Regions from separate parts of the Mus musculus genome. Here regions 2, 3, 4, 5, 6 and 7 are each linked to region 1. Evidence: chromatin contacts called from public HiCAR-type and promoter capture Hi-C data. All regions are on one chromosome and are shown on one strand. The core of a region is the stretch at or near the end of the contact, and the rest is flanking DNA. Distances in the headings are between cores, read along the strand shown.

Region 1 (3,510 bases), core at 999-3,498:
TGAATTCACCCTCCCTTCCCTCCGGGTCAGTCCCTGTTGTTTCTCCTTTCAAATATGTGATTGTACTAGGTCTTTCCATACGAAAGAACTCTCCTTATTTAAATAAAAAAAAAGTATAAAAAAATAAAGCCAAACATGCTTTCTCAGGCTGTGTCGGTTTTCTATCATCTGGAAGAGTACGGCTGGCGCACTGCTTCCCGGGAGACTGGGAGTGGCCAGAATACCTTAGGGAGCGCAGCACTGTGCTGTGGTGGTGTTCCCAAGGCTCACCTAGGCAGCCATCCCAAGAACAGCTTTTTCTATGACTTTTGCCTTTGTCTTCCATTAATTGGTTATTTTAAAACCTTAAGACAGGATTCGAAAGATGTCCTCGGTGTGGAGGGAAGGCGACTTGGGTAAACGGAGCAAGGTCTCAAGCAATTTAGCAGGGACTAGGACACATGTCTTTCCTTCAGGGTCTCTGAGAAGGCTAAGCACGGAAGGGGTTGCAGATCATACAAATTAATATATATTCAAAGACATTAGTTGGTCTACATGGACATTTTTTTCTTTACACTGGGCCTCAGGAACCCCCTACCACAACAGGCAGCCTGTGGTTAAGGCACATCTCGAAAATGGGCAGCACCAAGAAGCCTTGTCCTCTCTGTGGGCCAACCCATGACCATCCTATCCTGTACTTCCTGCCTGATTGCTATCTGGGTTTCTATAGGAACAAGTGGAGGACTGCACTGTACTTCTGTGGAAGAAAAAATTAGATCTGGGGCAGGAAAGGTCAGGGGGATTCATATAGATAGGTTCAGGCTCAGTCATCACTGAGGCCTGGAACCTAGGTACAGGGCTGTCGGGACATTTTATTTATCAAATGTCATTTGTTAACACTAGTGAAGGGTGGTGTGGATTCAGAAGTCACTGGTGAGCATACAGTTGTAGGCCAGCCAGCATTACAAAAAAAAAAACAAAGTGCCAAAGGCAGTGCATGAGAAATCCCAGTCCCCCAGGCATAAGCCTCTTGCTACAGAACAGGCAAGGGTCTGGGTAGTAGCATCCACTAGCTTTTAAAGCCACATACATACCTCAGGTTTCCAGCAAGCAACACAATTTCCTCCTGAAGCTGAGTGCCCACGAGCTGTCCTGAAGCACCAGCATGACTTACATGATCAGACTAAACTTGGAACCCAAAGAGCTCGCTCTCCAATCTTCTGGCGCCCTTTCTTTGCAGGAACTTGGGTAGACTATGCTTAAACGATGAACAAACAATTCCGTGCACTCTTGACTAATGTATTTTATATGTATCTGTGGTAACTTGACTGCCTGGTGCCAGATTCTCTGGAATTGCGGTTCCAGATGATTCTGAGCTGTCATGTGGATGCTGGAAATGGAATCAAGGACCTCTTTTTTTGTTTTTGTTTGTTTTGTTTTCGAGACAGGGTTTCTCTGTATATCTGTAGACCAGGCTGGCCTCGAACTCAGAAATCCGCCTGCTCTACAGCGTGAGTTCCAGGACAGCCAGGGCTATACAGAGAAACCCTGTCTCGAAAAAAAAAAAGAAGAAGAAGAAGAAGAAAATCCCTAAGGACCTCTTTAAGAGCATCCAGTGCTCCTAACCACTGAGCGATCGCCCAGCCCCATTGCTACAATCTTAAACCGGATGTCACCCAATGCTAAGCTAACTTGTAAAAACTGAATTTTGGCAAAACATCTGGAGTCGGTTCGGGCTTGGCTTGCCATCTGAGCGTGATTGTAATACCCACCCACCTAAAAAGGCATGATTGTAATACCTGCGCTGGGGAAGCAAAGGCAGTAGTTCAAAGCCATCATCCTCTACATAGCGAGCCTGAGACCTTGGGGAGGAGGAGGGACAGACAGCTTGTAGGCATTCCAGTGTGGGAAGAGTTGAGAAAAAGCGATCCACCACTCACACAGCTCCAGGAGGTACAACGCACCCGAGGCTTCAAAGCTCTTACTCCTGCCCGTAAGCTAACGCGCTGCTTAACGAAACCGCTAAAGTAGACGCGAGGCCCGAAACGGAGAGCTCCGAGCACGTGAACAGCTTGTGGAAACACACTGTGCTTTATTAAAAAGGGGAAAGGGAGCCCTAAGGATAGGACAGTCAGTATGCCCAACTTTGATGGCCGGTGAGCACGCCGCGCATGCGCGCCACTACCTCGCGCTCCGGCTGCGCACGCGCGTCTCAGAGTCTGTCGGCCGCGTAGACACAACTAGTTGAGCGTCGATCCGTGGCCGCTGCAGAGTAATCGAGCGGCCTCGCCCCCAACGGTCGATCCTGCCTGGCGGTTCGCAGGCCTGGCTCCACATGGGGAGCCACTCTACGGGACTCGAAGAAACGCTCGTAGGTTTTGGAGTGCCAGATTTGAGAGCCCTCCTGGGGTCTGGGATCCGGCTTAGGGGCGGCGCGCTAGGGACGGTGGATGTTCGGATCCTGGCTGAGCAAGTCGTTTCCAGGGCGGCCTCTTGTAAAAGCCAGAGTGGGAAGAACTGTAGAGAAAGAACGGGCTCGGGGCACAAGCAACTCTAGGAGGAGAGGAATGCCTCCAGAAGAGGGAAAAGTCCATCCAGGTCACTGGGCTATGACAGTGCCCAGAGCTCCTCAGGGTCTTAGTTTTCAACCACATTGGGAAGGGACAGGAGAGGCCACTTCATTCATTAGCAGCCTTGTTCCTAGCAAGTGCCCAGCAGGTGTTTTTGGAATGACTTGTAGAAATGAGTATCCAGTTCTGAGATTCCTGAATTCACCCCTCAGATGTTTTTATGTATACCCTGTGCTTGAACACAACTGTAATTCTCCAACAGGTATGTTCTGGAAGAGTCCTTCTGGTTCTATTAACCCAACCCGCTATGCTGTAAATTCATCGTGACGCCAGGCGGCTTTAGGACCCTGTGGCCTCGTTTGTGCCTTCCCGGGCTGCTGTCCGTTTACTTTAATGGTAGTTCTTTCCCTCTTTTCCAGGGAGTCCTCCCGAGCTGGCTTTTCTGCAAAATGTTAAGATTTTTGAAACGGCCTCTAGTGGTGACTGTTGACATCAATTTGAACTTGGTAGCTCTGACTGGCCTGGGACTACTTACCCGACTATGGCAACTCTCCTACCCTCGGGCTGTGGTGTAAGTAGAGATCGGGGAGGAGAGTCAATGATCCAAGAGTCATTGTAATTAGTGACAGGAATCACCTTGCCGTACAGTGCAAAAGAGAGACATTCTGGGTTTCTTGGATCTCTTGGTGATGGATGTTTTAGCAGTGTATTGCTCAGGGTTCTCTAGAGTAACAACTTAAGAAGAACACTATGTTTGCATGTGTGTATATGTAAATAAATATAATATAGTATACATATATACATATGATTTATTGGAATGACGACTTACTGGCTGCAGTCCAGCTAATCCAACAATCGCTGACTGTGAATGGAAAAGTCCAGGACTCCAGTAGTTTTCTGCTCAGTCCACATGGCTGGGTGTCTCAGCTGGTCTTCAGTATACTCTGGCTTCCCAAAGAAG
Region 2 (3,677 bases), core at 848-3,347, 2.2 Mb before region 1:
CCCTACAGCCTTACAGGGTCCTGGAAGTCTGTCTACAAAAAAACCAATGGCATTCTGATTCACTCTTTAAGGGGAAAAAAATGTTAGATCATGGGGCTGGAGAGATGGCTCAGTGGTGGCTCACAAACATTTGTAATGGGGTCTGATGCCCTCTTTTGGTGTGTCTGAAGACAGCTACAGTGTACTCACATGCATAAAATAAATCTTTTTGTTTTGTTTTGTTTTGTTTTTGGTTTTTTCGAGACAGGGTTTCTCTGTATAGCTCTAGCTGTCCTGGGACTCACTTTGTAGACCAGACTGGCCTCGAACTCAGAAATCTGCCTGCCTCTGCCTCCTGAGTGCTGGGAAAAATAAATAAATCTTTAAAAAAAAAAAAAAAGAAGTTTGACTGAACTAATGATTTCAGTCAGGAGTCTTCCAAACTCTATCTCCTCAGCAAGCAAGAGCTGTTTAGAGCACCCTGCTAGGCCAGGACACAAATCACGGGCTTGCTGCAAGGACACAGTGTACTCTAACATGGTCACGCTTCTTGCTTTCCACGGCAAGGGCTTCCACGTCCCAGGGCACGGAGAAGGGCCTGGAACACAGAGCAGATCAGGGCATAAGACCATAGGCCCACAAGGCTCAAGACAAGACTGCAGGCACCACTGGGGCTTGGGTTGGAGGCAGACTGGTCAACAGCAGTCTTCGTTTGTGAGTTCTTCAAGACTTTACTTGACCTGTCTCTACTTACCCATTTTGGCCTAACCTGGGACCACTCTCCCTTTTCCTCAAGGATTCTCCAGCCCCTTCCAACACCTCAAACAAATGTGCTGACCCCAGCTCCAGAGTCGGCCAGTGCTCACGCTTGATCTGGTCTTCTCAAATGCCACTCAACATCCATTTTTCCAACAGTTCCTCAGCCCTGCTCTGTCGGTAACATGACACACCGATGTGGCATTACAGTACATTGTCTACATACATGGCTTACTGTAATCCTTGCAACCACCGGGAAAGCAGCTATCTCCAGGTTCCCTGCTGATGAATCCCTAACACACCAGTTGGTCAGCATCAGGCCTCCGTTATCTCATTATTTGTATGTTTTTGGGTTACACTAGAAAACCATAGCAGGGCAGTGGTGAGAGAGGCCTTTAATTCCAGCAATCTCTGAGTTCAAGGCCAGCCTAGTTTCCAGAGCAAGTTTCAAGACATCCAGGGCACACAGTGAAACTCATGTCTCACAAAAACAAAAGCAAACAAACAAACAAAAGAACAACAACAAAGGAACATAGAAAACCGTTCAAGCTAGCCCTCAAGGTATCTGACCATTTCAAACACCAATAATGTCAAGTTGAAATGCCTAAAAACTGCTATTCACAAAAAAAAAAAAAAAAAAAAAAACTTCCAAAAATGGCTCAGCTGGTAAGGGCACTTAGCCAAGCATGACACCCTGAGTTGGATTCCCAGGCCCCTCGTGGTGCAAAGAAATAACAACCTTGTGTAAAGTTCTCCTCTGACCTCCACAGGCGCTGTGACACGTGCACGATCCACCATGTAAATTAACTACATGTCATTTAACGACAGCATGGGACCCCTAAGAGTTCTGTTGTCCTGGTTTGCTTTTGTTGTTGTTTGTTTTCGTTGGTTGGTTTCTTTCTCCTCAGAGACCGAAAAAAAGGCTAACGCGAAAGCATCTGTGAGTTTTTTCATTAAAACATGAAAACACGCGGACCAGTGGTGGCGCACGCCTTTCGTCCCAGCACTTGGGAGGCAGAGGCAGGCGGATCTCTGAGTTCCAGGACAGCTAGGGATGGATACTCAGAGAAACCCTGTCTCGAAAAAACAAAAACAAAAAAGCCGTGAAAACACAACGCTGCGCCAGGCCTTCCCGCCCGCGCTGCCATAGCGGGCCCGCGCCCTCACCGTCTCCCCGCGGATCCCCTGGACGCTCCTCCACTGCGAGGGCACGGACGCCACGCCCAGGGTCTCATCCTGAAGAGGCGCAGGCCGCCCTCGCCGTTCGGCGCCGCCAGCCCCGCCAGCAGCCAGGGCAGCAGCTCCAGCGCTTCCAACGCGCCGAAAAGGCCTGGGCGACGCGCACATTGCCATGGCGACGGTCCCGCCCTCTCGCGCCTGCGCCCTGGAACGTGACCTTAGCGGGTTCGCCCCCCACAAACGGAAGTCCGACGAGAGGAAGTGAAGCTGTGGGCGCCGTTTTTGAACTGGTTACAGCATCGTCTTTAAGGCCCAGAAGAAAAATAATGAAAATGTTTATCAGCCAATACAACAAAACCGCAGCGATTTGGGATTGCCCTATGCCCAGAGGCCATTTGGGGGTCCGGAACAGCTCTTCGTGGTATAAGGAAAAGAGCGGAAGTGAGGCGTGGGCTCCAGGTTCAAAGATGGCGCTGAGCGGCCGGGCGCAGAGGCAGGACCGCCGCAGGCCTAGTGGGCCATGCTGGTCCGGAGAACCGGCCGGGCTGGAAGCAGCCGACTACTCCAGAACTGTACTTTGCGCCATTTGAGTTGGCATCATTTCCAATGAATGGAATGAAATAGATCATACACAGATCGAACGTGGGATTGAATGGATGGGAGGCCTAATAATAAATTTACATAAACAATAAAATAAAATGCTTGTTAAATTAAAATTCGAGACTAACCACAGGAGAAGTTGATCTCAATGATAGATGGCCCCAGGTTCAGTCCTCAACACACACGAAATGTTAACTACAAGTTAGTGCGTGCCTATAGTGTGTCAAGCCAAGCACCCAAAGGCTTATGTTTGTTTGGGTTTTTTTGTTTGTTTCTTTTGTTTTTCGAGACAGGGTTTGTCGGTATAGCCCTGGCTGTCCTGGAACTCACTTTGTAGATCAGGCTGGCCTTGAACTCAGAAATCCGCCTGCCTCTGCCTCCCGAGTGCTGGGATTAATTAAACGCGTGCGCCACCACTGCCGGCAGAGGCTTAGAAATGAGTGTTTATCTTATTAAATCCTTAGCCTTCCGTGTGCTTGCTTGTTAGTTAGCTGGTTTGCTTTTTGAAGTGCTGGGGTTGAACCCCGGGCTTTCTGCATGCCAGCTCCTATGTTCTACCAATGAACTACCCCTATAGCTCAATTGTTATTACTCCTGTGCCTCTTACAGTCAGATATGGAATCGTCCAAAGTCACCCAGTAAGATCTTACAGGTGGCTTGCCTGATCCCCCAAACCAAGCCTGGAGCCTCTAGACAACCATCTGCTAGTTTAGGCCTCTGGGTCTATTTCCTCTTTTCTGAGACTAGGAAGCCTGCCGTGGTCCTGTTCTCAGTGCACCACCCAGGGACAGGATGCCCCTCAGCAGAGCAGCCAAGGCCAGGAAGGCCGATTAGATTAGCAGCACTGGGAGGGATAATAAAAAGCCATAGAAAAGTCTTCCTAACAAGGACTGCTTTGCAAACATCACCAAGGATTCCAAAAATCATACTCAGAGCTCAAAGATTAAGAACACTGGCTGCTTGCTTTTCCAAGACACTCAGGTTCACTTCCCAGGACCCTCGTGGCAGCTAATAACTGTCTGCAAGTCCAGTTCCAGGGAGATTTGACACTCTTTCCGGCCTCTGAAAGCCCTAGACATGCACTTGACGTGCAGTCACACATGCAGGCAAAACATCCATAAACATAAAAATAATAAGATATAATTTTTTTAATCACACTTAAA
Region 3 (3,898 bases), core at 1,344-3,843, 2.4 Mb before region 1:
GGATCACCTTCTGATCCTTCTCCAAGCTCACAGCACCACATCCCCAGACTTACCAAGCACACCAGAAGCCTGGACATCCAAGCGATGTCCCACACCGATCTTCAGGTTTGTGAATGCTGGACCACGTACTGGAAAGAAAAAGCCAGTTCATTTCTTCAACTAATGAGCCTTGAGGGTAACTTTGGCAAGAGGCCCTCATTCCAAGAACAGAAGGGCCTCATGGGGATCAAATTATGCTAGGCTGTATTTCCAGGCTTCTCTTCCTCGGAAGCTGGAACCACTATTTCCCTAGTTCCCTGGGCCCAGAGAAAGGGCAACGCAAGACTCTTCTTCCTCTGCCTATCACTATTCGCCCCATTTGAGGCTTTGAGATCAGGCATCACACTGGGGATCAAGATTCTGGGCTTCTCTGCACATCGTGTGCTGATAGAAAACCTGGCCATTCTCCTCCTGAATCAGTGAGCTCCCTAAGGTGGGACCTAGGTCTGTCTGTCTACAATACTGACCTATGGCCCCAGACTCAGTGTCTTGACCACTAAAAGACTGACTACAGCTTAATGTGCCCCAGCACTTGGGAGGCAGAAGCAAAAGGATCAGAATCCAGACTTCAAGGTCATATTTAACTATACAGTGAGTTCAAGACCAGCCTGGACTACAGGAGGCTGTGTCTCAAAACACAAAAACAAGAGCTGGCGAGGTGGCTCAGTGGGTAAAGGCTGCCACGCCTGATGACTTCAGTTTGATCCTGGGACCCATGGTGGCCTGAGAGAAGTGATTCCCAAAAGATGCCCTCCGACTTTCACACCCAGGCCTTGGTGTGCACACATACATACAAATAATACGTTTTTGTTTTTGTTTTTTTTTAATAAGGGACCTACCTCACAGAACTGGGGTGAGGACAAAGATAACATGATGTCTAATACAGAGCAGGTATTAATAACACAGGTCTACCAGAAGTTCTCAGCTTCCCTAGAGAGTCCTAGAATAGCTAAGAGTCAGCAAAGTGTAGTTCACAAGTCAAATCATCAAGTCTACTTTGTTTTGAGACTGGGTCTCACTGTGTTGCCCAGGTTGGCCAGGGACTCCTAAATTTAAATGATCCTTTCAGTCTCCCATAGAAGACAAAGGCTGCTGGACACCGGTGTTTATAACTGCTCTCAAAATAGCTGTTTTGTACTCCAGCCTTTTTTTTTTTTTTTTCCTTCGAGACAGGGTTTCTCTGTATAGCCCTGGCTGTCCTGGAACTCACTTTGTAGACCAGACTGGCCTCAAACTCAGAAATCCGCCTGCCTCTGCCTCCCAAGAGCTGGGATTAAAGGCGTGCACCACAACCATGTGGCTGCACTCCAGTCTTGACTAAAATACAAGAAGGTTCTCTCCTTTCCTACAGTCTAGAGATGCTTTGCATTACAATAGCAAAGAGGAGCAGAGCCAAGGAAAACACAAGGCTGTAGGCAGAAGCTGTTTAAAATCTTCCCTCTCTAGGGAAGTTTGCCAAACCCTGGGCTAGAAATCTAACTCAGGCCAGGGATTTCCTCTAACATCACGGCCAGGGTCCTGTCTGACTCTGCCTTACCAAGTCTGTGGGTGGTGAGGGAGGGTACATTGGTGGCTCTGAGAGTCAACTTCTTCTCTTCACTGCCTTCCACAGGGCCTAGCAAGAAGCGAACACGCTGATCAGGAGCAGGAGGCTGCTGGGCATTGAGACCTAAGCACAAAAGAACACAGTCAGTACTTTTCCAACCCGCAAGAGAAGGGGTAGAGAGATGGTAGCATAGAAGATGGATTTGTGTATCGTAGAAAACGTACTATGACTCCTTCAGAAGCCAGGTATCATTAATTCCAGCACTGGGGAGGCAAGAGGCGGGCCTATCTCTGAATTCAAGGCCTGACTGATCTACAGAGTTATTTCCAGGGCAGCCAGGGGTATACAGAGAAACCATTCTCTAAAAAGTGAAGAACAAACAAACAAAACAAAAATCCTAGGTTGGAAGTGTAGCTCAATTCATGGAGTGTTTGCACAATACGCAAGACGCCCCGGGTTCCATCCCCAGCACCCTAATGGGAGGTGGTACTACACAGATGTAGTCTAAGACCTTGGGTAGTGAAGGCAGGACAGTCAAAAGTTCAAGGTTATCTTCATCTTACATAGCAAATTTGAGGCTACATGACAGTTTTTAAGAAAATAAAAGAAAGGAAAAAAAGGCAAAGAAAAAAATTGGTGTTTGAGGGTCGGGGTGGTGGTCACGCTTGTGATCCCAGCATCTGGCAGGTGGAGTCAGGAGAGTCAGAATTCTCAGTGCCTCACTGATTTCAAGGTCGGATTAATTAGAAAAGACCCTGTCTCAAAAGGCAAAAAAAAAAAAAAAAAAAAAAAAAGTTCAAATTCTAACTCTGTAACAGAAACCGCGAAAAAAAACCCAACACTATAGAATGAATTTCTCTAAAGGAAAATAGCGGAGAGTGGGTAGTAACGAAATGTGTACAAGAGAAAAAAAACAAACAAACAAGAAACAGCTACAACCCGGCAAACGAACCACGTGACCTCACTCCACATCAGAAAGAACTAAAGCAAAACCGTGGGTCCGCGTCGGAGTTCTCACCTTTAAGCAGTTGCAACTCCACGGTCTCACGCAAGTGCAGCCACTTCAGCCCCGGAGGTTTATAGACAGCGAAGAGCCCCTGCAGCCGAGCTAGGCCAGAAGAACCCATGGCTGGAACTCAGCGGTTCAACATCATCCAGAAGCGGGGATGCGGGCGGAAGTGCTGCGTGGTCCTTTCCCAAATGTGGTCCCTACTGTAGGTAGCCGCCTTGTTTCCTTGGCAGGAAGAGGTTCTTTTCTTATTGCCCTCCGGGGGGGAAATAAGAGATGGAGAAGAAAATAGGGCCGGATATCGAGCAACCGAATTCTCGGTTATGTTATTTTTGAATTCTTTTCAGGAGTTTTTTGTTTGTTTGTTTCTCATATATCCCAGGCTGCCCTCAAACTTGCTAAGTTGCCGAGAATTCATTACTTTTCTGTCTCCACTTTTCCAAGATCTGGAGTGACGAGTAATTCACATCAGGCTTGGTTTTTGAGACAAGGTCTCTAGTACTGCCTTCGTACTTAAGAAATAGCCAAGAAGGATCTCGAACTGATCCTACGGCCTCCAGGTTTCAAATGCTGGGTTGACAGGCCTACGTTATAAATAACGCCTGGCTCACAGCAGTTGTTTTACTTCAGTGGCAAACAGATCTTGTGGCTTTCCTTCTCATGCTCCTGTCCATATTACAACATCTCCGATCAAAAAGCCACAGTGAGTGCAGTGTCCCAGGAGTCTTTTGACTTCTCGGGCCTCCGTAGTACCTGCGGAGCCCCGCCTAACCACGCGGACGTCCGCTGCCATGGCGACCCTGCTGCTGCTTCGCTCCCTGCGCCTCCACCGCAGTCTTCGGCCCCGTACGCGGCCAGCTGTAGGTGAGCAGCTCTGATTCCAGTGTCCGCGGCGACCAGAGGGACCGGACTCCTCTCACCTTTACCTCTTTTCTGCTCGCAGATGTACCCCTCAGGGCCGGGAGCCATGGCGCCCGCCTGCTGTACCCGGACCACATCCCAACCACCCCGCTGCAAAAGATGCTGCTGGCTGCGGGCGCGGCGGGAATGGCTCTCTACAACCCCTATCGCCACGGTAAGACGGTTTACTCTTCGGTCTCGAAAGCTGGGACCGGTGAAGACTTGGTTTGTGGGCATCCAAACCTGGCTGCGCCTATCATATTTCCCAGGATCGTTTATGATAATCAGGTGCCTGATTCTAGCTAGAACTGTTTTGGGTCTTCTGGGCACAGGGAGGAGAGGAAGAAAGAAACGTGAAGTCTACAAGTCTGCCTTTTTGTAATTCTTGGAAGAGTGTCACCCTA
Region 4 (3,380 bases), core at 498-2,997, 2.0 Mb before region 1:
TCTGTCACAATCTTGGAGAATTCCCCCTCTAACTTCACCCAGTCTGGTTCCTTGTACTATACAAAAGTTTTCAACACGGGCTGGTGAAATGGCTCAGCGGGTAAGAGCACTGGCTGCTCTTTCGAAGGTCCTGAGTTCAAATCCCAGCAACCACATGGTGGCTCAACCACCCATAATGAGATCTGATGCCCCCTTCTGATGCATCTGAAGACAGCTACAGTGTACTTTTTATAATAATAAATAAATCTTTGGGCTGGAGCGAGCAGAGGTCCTAAATTCAATTCCAACAACCACAAGAAGATTCACAACCATCTGTACAGCTACATAAAATAAATAAAATAAATCTTAAAAAAAAAAGTTTTCAGGGCTGGAGAGATGGCTCAGCGGTTAAGAGCACTGACTGCTCTTCCAAAGGTCGTGAATTCAAATCCCAGCAACCATATGGTGGCTCACAACCATCTGTAATGCAATCTGATGCCTTCTTCTGAAGACAGCTACAGTGTACTTAGATATAATAATAAATAAATCTTAAAAAAAAAAGTTTTCAGCACAGGAACTGACTGCCAGGTTGTCTGTTGCTCTCACAGAAACATAGGGTGGAAACAGTGTCCTGTTGGCTGTGAGACCCTGAGCTCCCTACTAGGTCGACTACACAGGAGATCCAAAAATTAGTGCTAAGGCTCCCAGGAAGCAGAGGGAGAGACCTGGTGTCTTCAAACCCTCCTGCGGGTGGGAGGGGAGTGAACATCTGTGGGAATCCTTTTCCAAACTCTGTGCCTCACCCATTGGTAAACAGAACTGGTGTGTATAAAACGGTGAACCCACCAGCGGGGCCACCTGGTGTCTACCATTGTGGTCACATTTGTTCATAGATGATACTCCAGGTCTATGGAGGACTGTAAGCCTTGGAGTCCACCTACGCGGGACAGCCCTGTTCTCTTTCGTTCACCCTCTCTTTCAGCCTCTTTCAGCCCCATTTTTCCTGCAGGTCATGTGGCATGTCTGTGATATGCCTGGTAGAACATGGGTTTTGCACATCTGACCATAGCAGGCTTCAGTAGGACTGAAGGCTATTCTTTCTGTCCCATTAACTTAAAAAATATTATTATTATTATTATTATTATTATTATTATTTTAACCTAAGTTATCTTGGAAGTTGTCCCACATTAGTACATGAATCCAATTGCCGTGCAGCCCGGGAACCGACAGAACCCAGAAGGACCCACAGAGACTATTGGCGCTAGCTCTGCAGGCAATTCTCCGTTAGCGCAGTCTGCATCTTCTTGGCCAGGACTACCTTGGGAGAGTGGACGTGGGTGCAGAGAGAACTAGTCTAACTGGTTCTGTGACTGAGTGTAGAGCTGCCAAGACCGCGTGTGCAAGTTTTTCTCAGGGGATAGATCCTTCTTTCAGAGAAGCTACACATCACATACAAACAGGAGCACATGGATCAAAGAGCTACAGCACTCGCAAACCTTAGCTAACTTCAACACACGATCTAGATGAAACCCCGCACGGCAACCAGGAACTGACCTGCTTCAGCAAACAATAGCGCTGCTCTGTCCAATAACCCGCGACCCCAAACGTATTCCCAAGGTTGCAGAAGTCTGTTCCTTTAAAGAGGCCGAGCCCTAGATGGGCTACTTCCGCCCAGATGCAGCTTAGCTCAAGAGAACTGTCAGAAGCAGTGCGAAGCTCTGTGTGCCCTTTAAAGACTGGGCGACAGCCTAGGATCCCCAAGCATTTGCGCTCGGTGACATCACTTCCGGGGCGGAGACCTAAGAAGCGGTACAAACAAAACAAGGAGCCAAAGACCCACGGCGCGACTGGCTGTGGGTAGCCAGACCCAGGACTAGGGCTGCCTGCGTGGCGGCCGAGAACAGCGGGCCTTGGTGAGTGGGTCGAGTATGGAAAGGGACGCGCTGTCACCTCCCTGAATCCAATGACGCGGGCCCGACCTCCGCTCGCACCTCTCACCCGAGTTTCCGCCGCGGTCCCTGCAGATCCACGCCCCTCCGCGCACGTGCACCTTCCCAGAGGTTCCACCCGGGCTCCCCTAGTACTTGGTGCCGAACTCTTTCCTTGAACCCCTCCCTCTTTCTGATCTGCGGGACTATTCCCTGGTCTTTGGAATCTCAGGCTGGAAAAGACCGATTCTCCTATTGGTTTAGCCCGTCGCATGTATGCATTGGGCAGGAGTGACAGATCTAGGGAGGTGAGGTTGGAAGAGCTGGAGGTCAGCAATGACGCGTCCAGGCTGAAGGAACACAGCTTGGGAAGCCAGGGGACAATGAAATTGGAAGCTAAATTGAGAAGGAAAGAATGGAGGACCTGAAAGTTTCAAAGACCTTCTGCCTTGGAAAGGTGGCAGCAAAACCTTCAACCCCTGCTGACTGTTCTGCTCTCTGGAGCACACAGACTAGCAGACAGCGCAGGAGGAAGGGCAGGAGGTCTGCTTCTTGTGCTGGGGACGGAGGATAAGGAGGATAAGAGTATGTTCCGAGGCTTGGGACAGTGGAAGTGACCTGGCCACACAGTTGGTGAAGGTTAGGTTCCCCTGTGGCAGTCCAGGGGAAGCAGGGACTGGAGGCTAGTGTTGTGAGGAGATACTGGGGTGGCTTGACTCCCTGCTTTCCCAGTTCCATAGCTTGTTTGGGTTTTGGGTGTTGACTCTGGACCTTCTTGTCTCCCAGGGTCTGTAGAGGACAAGGCAGGAGACCAAGAGACGTTTGTGACCCACCACCTCCCCAGTGGTTTTCGTCTGCTGAGGACACCTGCTACAGAGCAGTTTCGTTACACTTCAGTGGCCTTTGTAGAGAGTGGGGGCTTCTGGGATTGCCCTGTGAATCAGGAATCCGGGCAGGTGGCTGGGTTTTTGACTTGCTGCTTGAAGGAGCTTCAAGGGAGGAAGCAAAAATGATTGCAGGTTTTGTGGGGGGACCGCAGAGGAACCTAGGTGGGATACATATACTAACCTCTTTGCCATCCCTGGGCTCTTTCACCTGCCCTGTCTTTATGGTTGGCCTTGGACTGGGACTTATGTTGGGAAATGTGTCCTTGGCCTCCTCAGCACTGCAGTCTGAGAGGAGACAGACATCAGGAATAGAAGCTGAGGGTTGAGCATTGTTAGGACAGCCCCATGGTAGTCCAGAGGAGAAGGTACCCACATGGACGATGTTGCCTGAGGTACACTTCCGGAAGTGGGATCCTGGAGGAGCAGGCGAGCCTGCAGCCTCAGTTCTGGCTCTTTAACCATGAACAAGTAGTGGCTCAGTTTCAGCCAGGTGTCTGGATCCCGGCTGAGGAGACAGTGCAGAGGTGGCCTGGACAGCGTCTGCACCTTTCTGGCTCTAGGTGCTTTACTGCTAGACACCCGTGTT
Region 5 (3,892 bases), core at 17-2,516, 2.2 Mb before region 1:
TAATTCACCGACTTGAGCATAAGGTGCACCACCAGGAAGGCCTAGCTGAATTTCCTGGAGTTGAGATGGAAACTTGGAGGAGCACATTTGTATTCTCTCACCATGGACTGTATATATATATATATATATATATATATATATATATATATATATATATATATATATATATGATGTATTTTACATTTATTGTCTACCCACCATGAATGACTTGACTTAAAGCCACATTGCTTTATGTATAAGAGCTGATAATAAAACGGGAATACTGAGAGTATGGATAGTTCAAGCTCTAGTGGTAGAGGAACCAGGTAGAGAGCTTTCTGGATTTCCAGGACCACGTGTTGGGATCCAGGTAGACAGAGAACTATCTTTTCAAGTCCTGAAAAACAGTGTTTAACCATTAAATCCCTCCGACATAGTGCTTAAGGACTTTTTAATAATCTAAAGCTGTTTTTGTTTGTTTGTTTGTTTGTTTTACTGTTTTAGCCTTTGACTTTTAAACATTTCCCCATTTGTCATCACCAAAAATGTGCTTCCCTCACCACTGAGATCAGGACACCTGTACGAAGTTGAGCAGAAGGACCTGTGGCAGAAAGGTCCTTCCTACAGTCAGAGAACTTTCCTGTGGTTCTTTTGAGTGTGAATATGTAACAGATTTTTAAAAATTCAGAACCGAGGGCAGAGGCTTGAATTGGCCCATGCATAAACCCGGTCCCGCGTGTAAACTGGATAGAGGAACTGCTTGCGTGTGGCTCTGCACAGCAGCCTAGAGTTTGAGTCCCCAGCTTCTCCATCTAGAAAAAAATGAAGGTGCCCGGGTGCAGAACTCAGGCGCCTGATTGTAGCCAGGGTACTCCTAAGGCCTGTACTTTTGAGGGGCTGCGCGCGCCCCCTCTCCAGAGCCCCCAGCCGCCCCGCTAAGGGAAGCCACTGAGCCACCACGTGATGGAGTATTGGGGAACGGAGGCCCCGCCTCTCAAGTCACCGCGCGGCGCGCAAATGTCCCGGGTCGGCTGGAGAAGGGGAGAGCGGGGGAGGGGAGCACCGCGCGGGGGCAGGACCATGCGTCGCTGAGCCGCTTCCTCCCGCCTCTCGTCCAGGCCCCAGTGTCCCCACCGCCGCCGCCGCCACCCGCCACGGCCCCGCCCCCTGCCCCGCGGCCGCGGCCAATCGCTGTACGGCGCGAGCCTCTCCGGCCGGGGGCGGGACTTGCGCAGGCCCGGCGCGCCTGCGCTCTGCGGCCTGCCCCTCGCCGGGAAGAGGAGGAGGTGGTGGTGGAGGAGGTGGAGGAGGAGGAGGAGGCGGCTCAGGGCAATCCAGAAGCGAGCCGGAGCGCGGGGCGCGAGTCGAGGAGCCCAGCCGAGCCGCCGCCGCCTCCCCGCCTTCAGCGAGAGCCCCGGCCGGGGGCTCGCCACAACGCGCCCGGGCCTGCCTCCGCGTCAGGCCCCGCGGGCAGTGCCAGGCAGCCAGGGGGAGGGCAGGCAAGTGAGCGCCGGGAGGAGGCGGCCGGAGCGAGCGGGCGCCGCGCGTGTGGCGTGAGGGGAAGCCGCTGGCCGCCCCCTTGGCCGTCCCTTCGCTCCCCCTCCCCGCTCCCCGCCCCGATCGCGGAGGGCACCATGTCTGCGCCGACGGCCAAAGCCAGTAAAAAGGAGCTCAACTCCAATCACGACGGGGCCGACGAGACCTCAGGTGAGGACCGGGCGCGGCGGGGGCCCGGCCGCGCCGCCATCTTTCGGCCCGGACCGCGGGGCTGCGGGGGGCGCGCGGGGGCCGGAGAGCCGGCGCCTTTTTTGTGTGCGGCCCGGGACCGGGGGGCCGGGGTGGCGCCGTGGCGGTGAGCGGTGCGGCCGAGGCGGGGGCGCTGCGGCCTGCGCGGCGGGCGGAGACCCCCCCTTCCCCCCGCCCGCGCTCTCCTCCCCCTCCCTCCCTCCCGAGAAGCCTCTCTTTATTGTGCTCCGCCATGATGCCTCGCTCCCATCAGCCGCCACCGCCGCCACATGGTGCGGCCGGACGCAGCCTTGCGGCCGGGCCTCTAGTGCCGCCCTGCTTCCCGCCCTGAGCCGGCGCTACCGCGGAACCGGGAACCGGGGTTTGGGGCGGGGTAGGGGCGCGGAGCCGGCGGGAGGATGCTCCAGGCTGCGCGGGTTGCGCACCCCACGTGGGGCAGCCACACTCGGGCGCGCCGGGGGTGCGAGGAATCTGGCCCCGAGGCCGTATGATGCAGGGGCTTCAGGGGCCTTTAGGACGCCTAGCCCTCGCCTGGAGGGTCGTTTCGAGCCCAGGACAGCTGCAGAGCCCGGGCTGGTTACCGGAAATGAGACGCGCGATCGGGCCCCTTCACGCCCACTTGGCTTTGTAAAAGCCTTCACAACCCTCGGACAAAAGGGCACGAAATAGGAGCACACCCCCTCTCCTTTTTATGGCTCCAAGTTTTTGAGTAGGGTTTTCCCACGAAGTGTCCTGAAATACTGCACGGCCGTATATGATGACCAATCTCATCAAGAATGGGTTGAAGGAGTAAGGTCAGGTTTACATTCTAAGTCTGAGAAGACGACTCCGGGAAGTTTGGTGACTAACTGGTCTTTGTCGGTGTATATTGATAATCATAACAAATTGAGAGCACTTTAAATTTTTTTAAAGCAGTTATAACAGTTGATAGTATCCTAATTTGTTTTATGGCCATGGACTAGTTTCCACACTAAGTGGCAGCTGGCACTGGCACCCTTTCTCTTACAATTGTATAATATTAGTAATAAACATGAAAAATTCTTGAATGAGGTGAAGCCTCTCATTCACCTTTAATAATGAAGGCCAATGATTGCACCTTTGTAACGAACGAAACTCTTTGAAAAGTAATCCAGGAGTGAAGCATTTTTCCGAGTAGCGGAGTAGATGCCTTAATTTGTGAATGGTAGGGTAATGAGAAAGTAATTCTCAACTGCGTGCTCGAACACGTGGGGAGCATGCTTTGTGGTGAGCTTCACTGTTGCAGTTCCCATCCTGGGATCAGGAAGAGGAGCTTGTAATTAGTGTTGAGTCTTATGTCCCCTTTCTTGTTTTGCAGAAAAAGAACAGCAAGAAGCAATTGAACATATTGATGAAGTACAAAATGAAATAGACAGGTAAAATATATTAATTCATGTTATGGAAAGTTCTCTTGTGGAACTGATTTGGCATCAGGTAACTACAGGAAGGTTTTGGTGAGCACACTCGTGTTTCAGTCTGGTTATAACTCCCGGGTTAATGTAATCTTTCCTCAGCCTTCCCAGGTGCGGGGGTACTGTAGGTAGGGTGCTCTTTCAGAGGTGCAGAATTAGAGTCTGGCTGCTGCTACCTGGGTTTTTTTGGTTTTTCAGAGACAGGGTTTCTCTATAGCCCTGGCTGTCCTGGAACTCACTCTGTAGACCAGGCTGGCCTCAAACTCAGAAATCCACCTGCCTCTGCCTCCCAAGTGCTGGGATTAAAGGCATTTGCTTGTTTTGTTTCTTGATTAACCTTCACTTACACTTTCTGCTACTGGGGACACAATAACTATTTGGAAATACAGTATACAGAAATACAATGTTGCCAGACTGGAGATGAGCTGAGTTAGCTCAGTGGTTTTGGTTGTCAGAGGACTGGGCTGCAGGGTAGCAGATACTCTGTTCCTAAGCAGGGAGAGAAAAAGCAACAGTGTTACCAGCATGTGTCAGTTGGGTATTTAGCCTTTCCATCTTACCGCCTTAGGTTTTGATTCTAGTCTTTATTTGTTTCAGACTTAATGAACAAGCCAGTGAGGAAATTTTGAAAGTAGAACAAAAATATAACAAACTCCGCCAACCATTTTTTCAGAAGAGGTCAGAATTGATCGCCAAAATCCCAAATTTTTGGGTAACAACATTTGTCAACCATCCAC
Region 6 (3,533 bases), core at 989-3,488, 2.3 Mb before region 1:
TTAGTTCAATGAATAGGGACATGCTAAGACATGAGCAACAATTCCATTTGGAAGTAGCAAAAGGATATTTCATTATTTTAACTAAATCGAAAAGTCTTGCTATGTAGACCACGCTGGCTTCAAACTCCTGACCAAATCAACTTGTCTCAGCCTCCTGATAGAATTCTGAGATTATAGCTATGTACCATCGTGTTTACAAAGGAGACACTTTACAGACATGTTTGAGCTGCACCTTGAAGCAGGTTGTTTATCTTAGGCAGCAAGAAGCACACATACATCTGAAGGCAGACCAGAAGGGCAGCTAAGGGTGGGAAAGTGTGTAGATATTAAGGGAATTTCATTTGGTAGATTTTTTCTCTATGAAATAGGGAACTTGATGTATGGAATGCAGAAGAGACAAAAGTTTGGAAAAGCCTCTGTTGGTAATTGTCTAGAGAGAACTGCTGGACAGAGTGGAGACAATGATTCGTGGAGATTATAACACGCACGTGTTACTGAAAATTGAATCTAGGATTTTGCTCAGGTCAGGCAAGGGTTCTAACTCGGAGTTCCTGTCCCCAGCTGTATGCTCTTGCGGAACCTCAGGATGGTAGAGATAGGTAGGACTGAGGGATACAGACTGGCCTTCAACTAACTCATGGCCATCTCCCTCCTTCATTGAGATTACTGGCATGAAAAAAAGAAGAAGAAGAAGAAAGAAGAAAGAAGAAAGAAGAAAGAAGAAAGAAAGAAGGAAGAAGGAAGAAGGAAGAAGAAAGAAAGAAGAAGAAGAAGAAGAAGAAGAAGAAGAAGAAGAAGAAGAAGAGGAGAAGAAGAAGGAAGAAGAAAGAAAGAAGAAGAAGAAGAAGAAGAAGAAGAAGAAGAAGAAGAAGAAGAAGAAGGAAGAAGAAAGAAGAAGAAGAAGAAGAAGAAGAAGAAGAAGAAGAAGAAGAAGAAGAAGAAGGAAGAAGAAAGAAGAAGGAAGAAGAAAGAAGAAGAAGAAGAAGAAGAAGAAGAAGAAGAAGAAGAAGAAGAAGAAGAAGGAAGAAGAAGGAGAAGGAGAAGGAGAAGGAGAAGGAGAAGGAGAAGGAGAAGGAGAAGGAGAAGGAGAAGGAGAAGGAGAAGGAGAAGGAGAAGAAGAAGAAGAAGAAGAAGAAAGGCTCGGCTTGCTGGTGTACTCCTATAACCCCAGCAAGCAGCAGAGATAGGCAGATTTCTGCTCAAACGCAGCAAGTTCCAGGCCAGCCAGGGTTGCACGCACAAAATGAACCGTCAAGGGTTGACGAACAAATATGACATGGTAAGACTGCCCTGCCGGCTGTGGAGGTGGGAAGGTAGTTCACGCTCCAGGGAGGAGCTGGTGGGAGCACAACTACTGTGTTGGAGTTAAGGTGTCAAGGAAATGAGGTCTACCCAGCCCGGAGGTTGTTAAAGTCTCCCAGAATCCAGGGCGGGAACGTGAGCCTCGTGACAGTCCCCCACGATTGGCTAACAGGGAAGCATAGTTGAGAAGATGGCGGCTCAGCAGAGAGAACCTCAGCAGAGCAGGTCCGTATAGAAGCGGCGTACGGTGTGCGGGAGGGCGGCAGGGGCGTGGGGAGTGCGGCCTCTTCCTTCGGTTTGGGGCGTGTGGGAGAGGGGTACAGTTTGTGGAGTGTGCACAAGTTGTCTGCACTGAGCGGCCGAGGCATAGGAATGGCTTTCCAGAAGCCCCAGCCTGTCGCTTGTACAGACGCCCTCTGCGTCCAGCTTCCTCCTGTGTTTCGAGGGGAGCGCGTTAGGGTTCAGGATTCAGGAGGACCAGGGCAAAATGGCGGAGGGGACTCGGTGGCCTGAACGGTGGGGCAAGACCAGGCCGGCTGGCGCGGGAGGCGTCGCGTGTCTCCCTGACGACGGGGCGGTGGACAGGCCTCGTGACCCAGAAGTGGGCGGAGCGTCCCCGTGTGGGGCGGGGCATCTCTGTGACGCTGGGGGCTGGGCCTAAATGGCGAAACCCGAGAGGCTCCGGGGGGGGTTTGAACTGGCCAATGGGCGAGCTGCCGACCGGTTGTCGGAAAAGGAGGCGGAAGCGGGGAGGAGCCGCCGCGGGAGCCGGACTGCATCCGCCGCGGCGTCTCCATGGCACGACCCTGGCCTCCGACTTCAACGACTTCATAAGGAGACGGTTCTGGGCGCAGCCGTGCCGCTCTTGGTGAGAGGCCACGCGGCGGGGCAGGGCGTAGAGTGCCGCGGGTTCAAGCCCCGCGCTCCCGGGGCTGGCTCGACCGGGCACCGTCCCCGAGTCTAGGCGCGCTCCTTCCTGCGTCCGAACCCGGCCCGCCCCGCTCCTCGTTGGGCGCGGGCCCTTCCTCCTCCCGCTAACGGGCGGGCCGGCCGCCTCCGTCCTCTCCGGGCCATCGGCAGCGCTCTTTCCCTCCTCTGCTGTCCTCGGGCAGGGCTGCGCCCTTCTATGGGCAGAACCCCGTCCCCTCTTGCCCGCTGGTGGGTGGCCGTGCGCCCCATCCTCCCCGGAGGCCACCCCTGCTCTCTGCGGACTGGGCCGCAGCAGTTACATGCGCTCGGGGTGGGCAGGCCTCCGGGGACCCTCCAGACCAGCTCCAGGGATGTGGGTGATCCAGGAGCGGTCTGGCTCTCCATGCCGCCCCGCCTAGGCCGCCGCTCCACCCCTTCCATCTATTGGTTCTCCCTGGTAGCTATTCTGCCGGGAACGCCCCTTCACCTAGGAGACAGTTGCCCAGGCACTGTCCCGAAGATCCCTCCAGCTCCCTGTGCGGGTTCCCGCCCCTGGGGGGCCCACTTGGGGCCTAGCAGTTCTCACCTTCTTCGCACTCCAGGCAGCCCTCAGGTTTAAACCCTAGTAGCCGTCGGCCCGCTATTCTTCCCGGGTGGGGTCTGGGCATGCTGGTCGTTGTCCTCCTTTCAGTGACGTGGCCCCTCACTGTCCTGCCGCGCCCTCCACCTGCCTCCTGGCGGCGCACTCGGCACCCCGCAGGTCGCTCAGCCTCTCCTGTCTCCCTCCCTCCCCACTTTGGCAGGACAGTTGCTGTGCGACTTGGACAGTAGAGGAGCGCCTCCCAAGTTTTCATCCAACTGCCACCCCCAAAGCTTCCACCCTCCTCCCCTCAGAGAGAGGACGTTTGATGCCCGGCCCCTGAGATTCTCATTGGCCAGCCCCTCTGGGTCCCCCTGAGCAGAGCCTGCCGACCCAATTGCCCATCTTTGCGGCTTTGATGCTTAACCATGTCTGCCTCATCCTCAGGCGGCTCCCCCAGGTACAGCCAATGTGGGGGGCGCCTTTGCAGTAGGGCAGGGAAAGGTGGTCAGGGCTCCCCAGGCCAGGCTCAATGGAAACTTTTTTTTAGTTTCCCAGGTACTGAAAGTCTGGACCCAAAACACTTGAAAGTGACTTTGAAAGGGGAGGAGTAAAGACTCCCCTCCCCCGCCTACAGCTTACTAGTAGCAAACAAGATCACTCTTAATGCTTTGAGTTCAGCTTGGCTTCAGACTCACTAGGTAGTCAAGGTTGTGCTTGAATTCCCGATTCTCCTTTCTCC
Region 7 (3,888 bases), core at 1,306-3,805, 2.3 Mb before region 1:
ATATTACCTGAATGTCTCTAAGTGGATCCAGGTCCCCTTAATGCCTCATTATTGCCAAAGACCACAACACACACACATACACACACACACACACACCCCACATGCACACACACACACACACCCCACATGCACACACACACACACACACACACACACACACACACACACATCTTGAAGGATTACAGATGTCTCCAGGATCCCCAGTGAACCCAGGCTTTCAAGTTTGCCCCTGTCCCTCAGCTCCACTTGTGGCTCCTCAGGTCTTTCCAAGGCCACATGTTCCCCAAAAGTCTATCAAGTAGTGGAGAGGTTGCACCAGGTATAGCCCAGAACAAAAGAGTAAGCTGGAAAAATTCTTTGTAAAGTCCAAGTCTCCTTCCTTCAAACAATGCCAGGAGCTGGCACAAAGTGTATATGTGATGGAATACCAGATCTGGATATGGCTTAAGAACAGGAGGTCTAGATACTTTCGGGAGCATCCCCAAAAACATATAAAATCTCCTGGGAATTGAGGTGGGAGAGCCCACACTCACTGCACCAGCAGTGATCCTGTGTCCCCAAGCCTAGCAGATGTTGGCTCCCTCTTTCCACCCAGCACCCCTGGAATCTTCCCATCCCTTCTTCAGTCTTGACTGGTCCTGGGGAACATTCTGGGTGTGGTGCTGGCTGCCCATACCCAGACTACAGCAACCACTGGTCCATTTTCATCAACAAAAGCCATGGACCCAGTTCAATCTGTAGCAGTTTTAGACACATCAGACTCAGCTCCATAGATAAGACTCAGTCCTAGCCAAAGCTCCAGTACTCTGCCACCTTCATAGATCCAACATCAGCTCAAGCTCTCTCAAAAGATGCTGCTTTGAAGATCCATGTAGAATAAAACACTTGCATCCCAGGACCAGTTCTGGAACTGGCAAGCCGGGCATGGTGGCACACGCCTGTAATCCCAGCACTCGGGAGGCAGAGGCAGGCGGATTTCTGAGTTCGAGGCCAGCCTGGTCTACAGAGTGAGGTATGCACCACCACATCCTGGCCACAAAAAAAAAAAGTTGAATTTGGCCTATTGTTTGAGAGGGTTAGAGTTCGTAATTGTGGACTACATAGTACAGAGTTCACATCTGGATCCACACTGGGAGGCATCGGAGGAGCACCAGGAATCACAAGTCCTTTGAAACCCCCAAGCCTACACTAACGAACACCTCCACTAGTAAAGACACAATTTTTCCCAAGCAGTTTCAACACCTGGAGACCAGATAGTCAAATCATGAGCCTATGGCGGCCATTCTCATTCAGGTAACTATAGCATCTCAGCCACTCTCACCCAAGTCCAAAATTCCAGAGATTGGCGCTGGAGAGAGTTCACTGGTTAACTACTGGTTGTGCGAGGGGAAGCATCCATCCAGGACACAGAGGAAAGAACCTTGACTTTATCAAGGTGGGCTGGAGAAATGCAGCTAAGGTGCTGACCACATTTGTGGTCACATCCACCAGCAACAGTCCAGCTCCTTTGACATTCGATTCCTCTGGTCTTAGAAGGCACCTACGGTAATCACATGCACATTTTCATACATGTTGAAAATAAATATACCTTTTCCTGAGAGCCAGGGTCCTACCATATAGCTCTGGGTGGCTCAGAACTCATGTAGACCAGCCTTGTCTTCAACTCAGATCCCCTGCCTCTGCCTCTCATGTGCCAAGACTGAAGGCATGCACCACCATGCCTTGGCTCCTACACAATTTCTCAATAAAAAAAAAAAAAAGTTGTCAAATGTAGACCACCACATGCATGTGTGGGTATGTAATTTCGATTCTATTTTCTGAACTAGTGTAAGCTGTGCACCACAGTGTTGAGCTGTAGAACTGTTTGGATTGGGGTCCATTCCTGGGAAGTTTTTTTCCTAGCTAGGCCTTTTCCTGGCTGTCCTGGAACTTACTCTGTAGACCAGGCTGGCCTGGAACTCAAGAGATCTGCTTGCCTCTGCCTCCTGAGTGCTGGGATTTAAGTTATGTAACGCTTCACCCAGATCATTCTTGGGGGACTCTTGTATTAACGTTTGTAAAATATTTTATTAGAAGTCCAAAGATTTTTTTTTTAGTAAAAAAAGTATGTATGTATGTATGTATGTATGTATGTATGTATGTATGTATGATGTGCGTGCGTAGAGTAAAAGTCCACAAAGAGGGCAATGGAACCGTCTGAGTTGGAGTTTCTGTTGTGAGCTATCATGGGGTGTTGGAAAATGAACCAGGCTCCACCACAAGGACAGTAAGGACTGTTAACGCCCGAACAGAAAAAATACTGCTTGTTCTCTTGAGGTTCTTATCCACCTCAAACCGCTGTCACGGACTCATGAGCAGTAGATGGGTCAAAAACCGCAGAGCATCACCCTGGCAATTGTGACTGCGAGAAATTACATTGAGATTCAGATCCACGTAGGCTCGCTAGTTTAGCCTCAATCCCGCATTCTTGCTCTGGCCAGGGGGCGGCGCTCACTAGTGGGCGGGGCGCTGCTGACGGACAGGTTCTGCGACCGTTACGGAGAGGCTGCGCCGGATGTGGGGCGGACACCCCGGAAGCGGAAGGCGGCGCCACCTCGGCGGCGGATTCGAGGGTTTGTTGTCAGTCGTGTCAGCTGGTGACATGCCATGCCGTCCGATGGTCGCTGCTGGGAAACTCTGAGGGCGCTCCGCAACACCAGCAAAGGCCGCCTGCGCTACGACCGCGAGTGGCTGCTGCGCTACGAGGTGAGCGGCGGCCCGCGGCCCGCGTTTAGCAGGCTCCCTAGTGACCGCGGTGGAGGACCGGGAGTGGGAACGGGACGGGACGGGCTGCGATCCTTTTTTTTTTTATCTTCTGTATTAACTTATTTGCTTGGGCCTTCAGCTGTTAAGCATCACATGTAATAATGTCTTATACTTACCAATGGACATACAAATAGGGTTAACCGTGCCGGGCATAGTGGCGCACGCCTTTAATCCCAGCACTTGGGAGGCAGAGGCAGGCAGATTTCTGAGTTCGAGACCAGCCTGGTCTACAGAGTGAGTTCCAGGACAGCCAGGGATGCCCAGAGAAACCCTGCCTCGAAAAACCAAAAAGAGAAAACAACAACAAGAAGAACAAAAACAAATAAATAGGCTTAACCTTCTTCTCTTTAGGATGTTTTGGAAGAATGCATGTCTCTTCCCAAACTGTCTTCTTACTCTGGATGGGTGGTAGATCACATCCTACCCAACACCTCAGGCCACACGCAAGAGAGTGCTCCTTCTTCTGATAATTCACCATCCTCTGGATCTGCATCTGGCTTGTACCAATCCTCACTACTAAAATCTCCTGTCAGAAGTAGCCCACAATCCCCGTCACCCTCATCACCAAATGGAACCCAGGTAAGGCTTAATTTGCTTAAGACAAAAGACTTGTTGGCTGCAAGGTTGAAATGTTTAGTCACATGACAGTGACTTGGGGGAGACGATTTGTTTCCCATATCATCGTATCATCCACTGTTGGTATGCGTGTATGCGCATGTGTGTGGAGGCCAGAAATCAACTTTAGGTCTTGAGTCTCAGAGGCCTCATCTTGGGTTGTGAGGCAAGTGTCCCTCATTGGCCTGGAGCTCATCAATTAGGATTAACTGGCCAGTAGTCCCAGAAATCATCCTGTCTCTTCTTCTCTAGTGCTGGAACTCTTTTTTTTTTTTTTTTTAAGATTTATTTATTTATTATATGTAAGTACACTGTAGCTGTCCTCAGACACTCCAGAAGAGGGAGTCAGATCTCATTATGGATGGTTGTGAGCCACCATGTGGTTGCTGGGATTTGAACTCCTGACCTTCGGAAGAGCAGTCGGGTGCTCTTACCCACTGAGCCATCTCACCAGCCCTAGTGCTGGAA

Evidence for each region. Promoter capture Hi-C pulls out the DNA fragments that hold promoters and counts their contacts. HiCAR-type assays count read pairs that join an accessible place to other places. Capture Hi-C pulls out chosen DNA fragments and counts their contacts.
Region 2: a HiCAR-type map of astrocytes shows a contact between it and region 1, with 5 times the contacts expected there. The contact joins the promoter of Wdr34 here to the promoter of Pomt1 in region 1. A contact is called at or near these places in 1 of 115 datasets of contacts at active chromatin or transcription factors (astrocytes) and 2 of 9 other capture datasets (liver and pancreatic islet).
Region 3: a promoter capture Hi-C map of adipose tissue shows a contact between it and region 1, with 2.9 times the contacts expected there. The contact joins the promoter of Coq4 here to the promoter of Pomt1 in region 1. A contact is called at or near these places in 3 of 39 promoter capture datasets (liver and pre-B cells) and 1 of 9 other capture datasets (adipose tissue).
Region 4: a contact with region 1 is called in a promoter capture Hi-C map of liver, with 2.9 times the contacts expected there. The contact joins the promoter of Kyat1 here to the promoter of Pomt1 in region 1. A contact is called at or near these places in 2 of 39 promoter capture datasets (hippocampal neurons and liver).
Region 5: a contact with region 1 is called in a HiCAR-type map of astrocytes, with 4 times the contacts expected there. The contact joins the promoter of Set here to the promoter of Pomt1 in region 1. A contact is called at or near these places in 1 of 39 promoter capture datasets (maxillary cranial neural crest), 2 of 115 datasets of contacts at active chromatin or transcription factors (astrocytes and embryonic forebrain) and 1 of 9 other capture datasets (liver).
Region 6: a promoter capture Hi-C map of liver shows a contact between it and region 1, with 3 times the contacts expected there. The contact joins the promoter of Odf2 here to the promoter of Pomt1 in region 1. A contact is called at or near these places in 3 of 39 promoter capture datasets (cranial neural crest, frontonasal cranial neural crest and maxillary cranial neural crest), 1 of 115 datasets of contacts at active chromatin or transcription factors (astrocytes) and 1 of 9 other capture datasets (liver).
Region 7: a promoter capture Hi-C map of adipose tissue shows a contact between it and region 1, with 4 times the contacts expected there. The contact joins the promoter of Gle1 here to the promoter of Pomt1 in region 1. A contact is called at or near these places in 1 of 39 promoter capture datasets (the C10 cell line), 2 of 115 datasets of contacts at active chromatin or transcription factors (embryonic forebrain and stem cell-derived neural progenitor cells) and 1 of 9 other capture datasets (adipose tissue).

What each region holds. Positions count from the first base shown.
Region 1 is chr2:32,234,392-32,237,901 of GRCm38.p6, forward strand. It overlaps Pomt1 (protein-O-mannosyltransferase 1), which reads left to right and starts at 2,249. Exons shown (of 20, transcript NM_145145.2): 1 at 2,249-2,350; 2 at 2,969-3,120. The coding sequence starts at 2,315. It overlaps Prrc2b (proline-rich coiled-coil 2B), which reads left to right. Exons shown (of 32, transcript NM_001159634.1): 32 at 1-146.
Region 2 is chr2:30,046,782-30,050,458 of GRCm38.p6, forward strand. It overlaps Wdr34 (WD repeat domain 34), which reads right to left and starts at 2,098. Exons shown (of 9, transcript NM_001008498.2): 1 at 1,903-2,098. The coding sequence starts at 2,088.
Region 3 is chr2:29,784,900-29,788,797 of GRCm38.p6, forward strand. It overlaps Coq4 (coenzyme Q4), which reads left to right and starts at 2,594. Exons shown (of 7, transcript NM_178693.5): 1 at 2,594-3,458; 2 at 3,538-3,669. The coding sequence starts at 3,386. It overlaps Trub2 (TruB pseudouridine (psi) synthase family member 2), which reads right to left and starts at 2,772. Exons shown (of 8, transcript NM_145520.5): 1 at 2,604-2,772; 2 at 1,577-1,708; 3 at 54-128. The coding sequence starts at 2,712.
Region 4 is chr2:30,204,100-30,207,479 of GRCm38.p6, forward strand. It overlaps Kyat1 (kynurenine aminotransferase 1), which reads right to left and starts at 1,748. Exons shown (of 13, transcript NM_001356474.1): 1 at 1,534-1,748. Gm31201 (a long non-coding RNA gene) reads left to right here and starts at 1,750. Exons shown (of 2, transcript XR_374214.4): 1 at 1,750-1,892.
Region 5 is chr2:30,065,208-30,069,099 of GRCm38.p6, forward strand. Set (SET nuclear oncogene) reads left to right here and starts at 1,267. Exons shown (of 8, transcript NM_001204875.1): 1 at 1,267-1,686; 2 at 3,062-3,119; 3 at 3,753-3,892. The coding sequence starts at 1,614.
Region 6 is chr2:29,887,752-29,891,284 of GRCm38.p6, forward strand. Odf2 (outer dense fiber of sperm tails 2) reads left to right here and starts at 2,239. Exons shown (of 21, transcript NM_001369060.1): 1 at 2,239-2,460; 2 at 3,015-3,251. The coding sequence starts at 3,220.
Region 7 is chr2:29,932,854-29,936,741 of GRCm38.p6, forward strand. It overlaps Gle1 (GLE1 RNA export mediator (yeast)), which reads left to right and starts at 2,556. Exons shown (of 16, transcript NM_028923.3): 1 at 2,556-2,745; 2 at 3,157-3,384. The coding sequence starts at 2,647.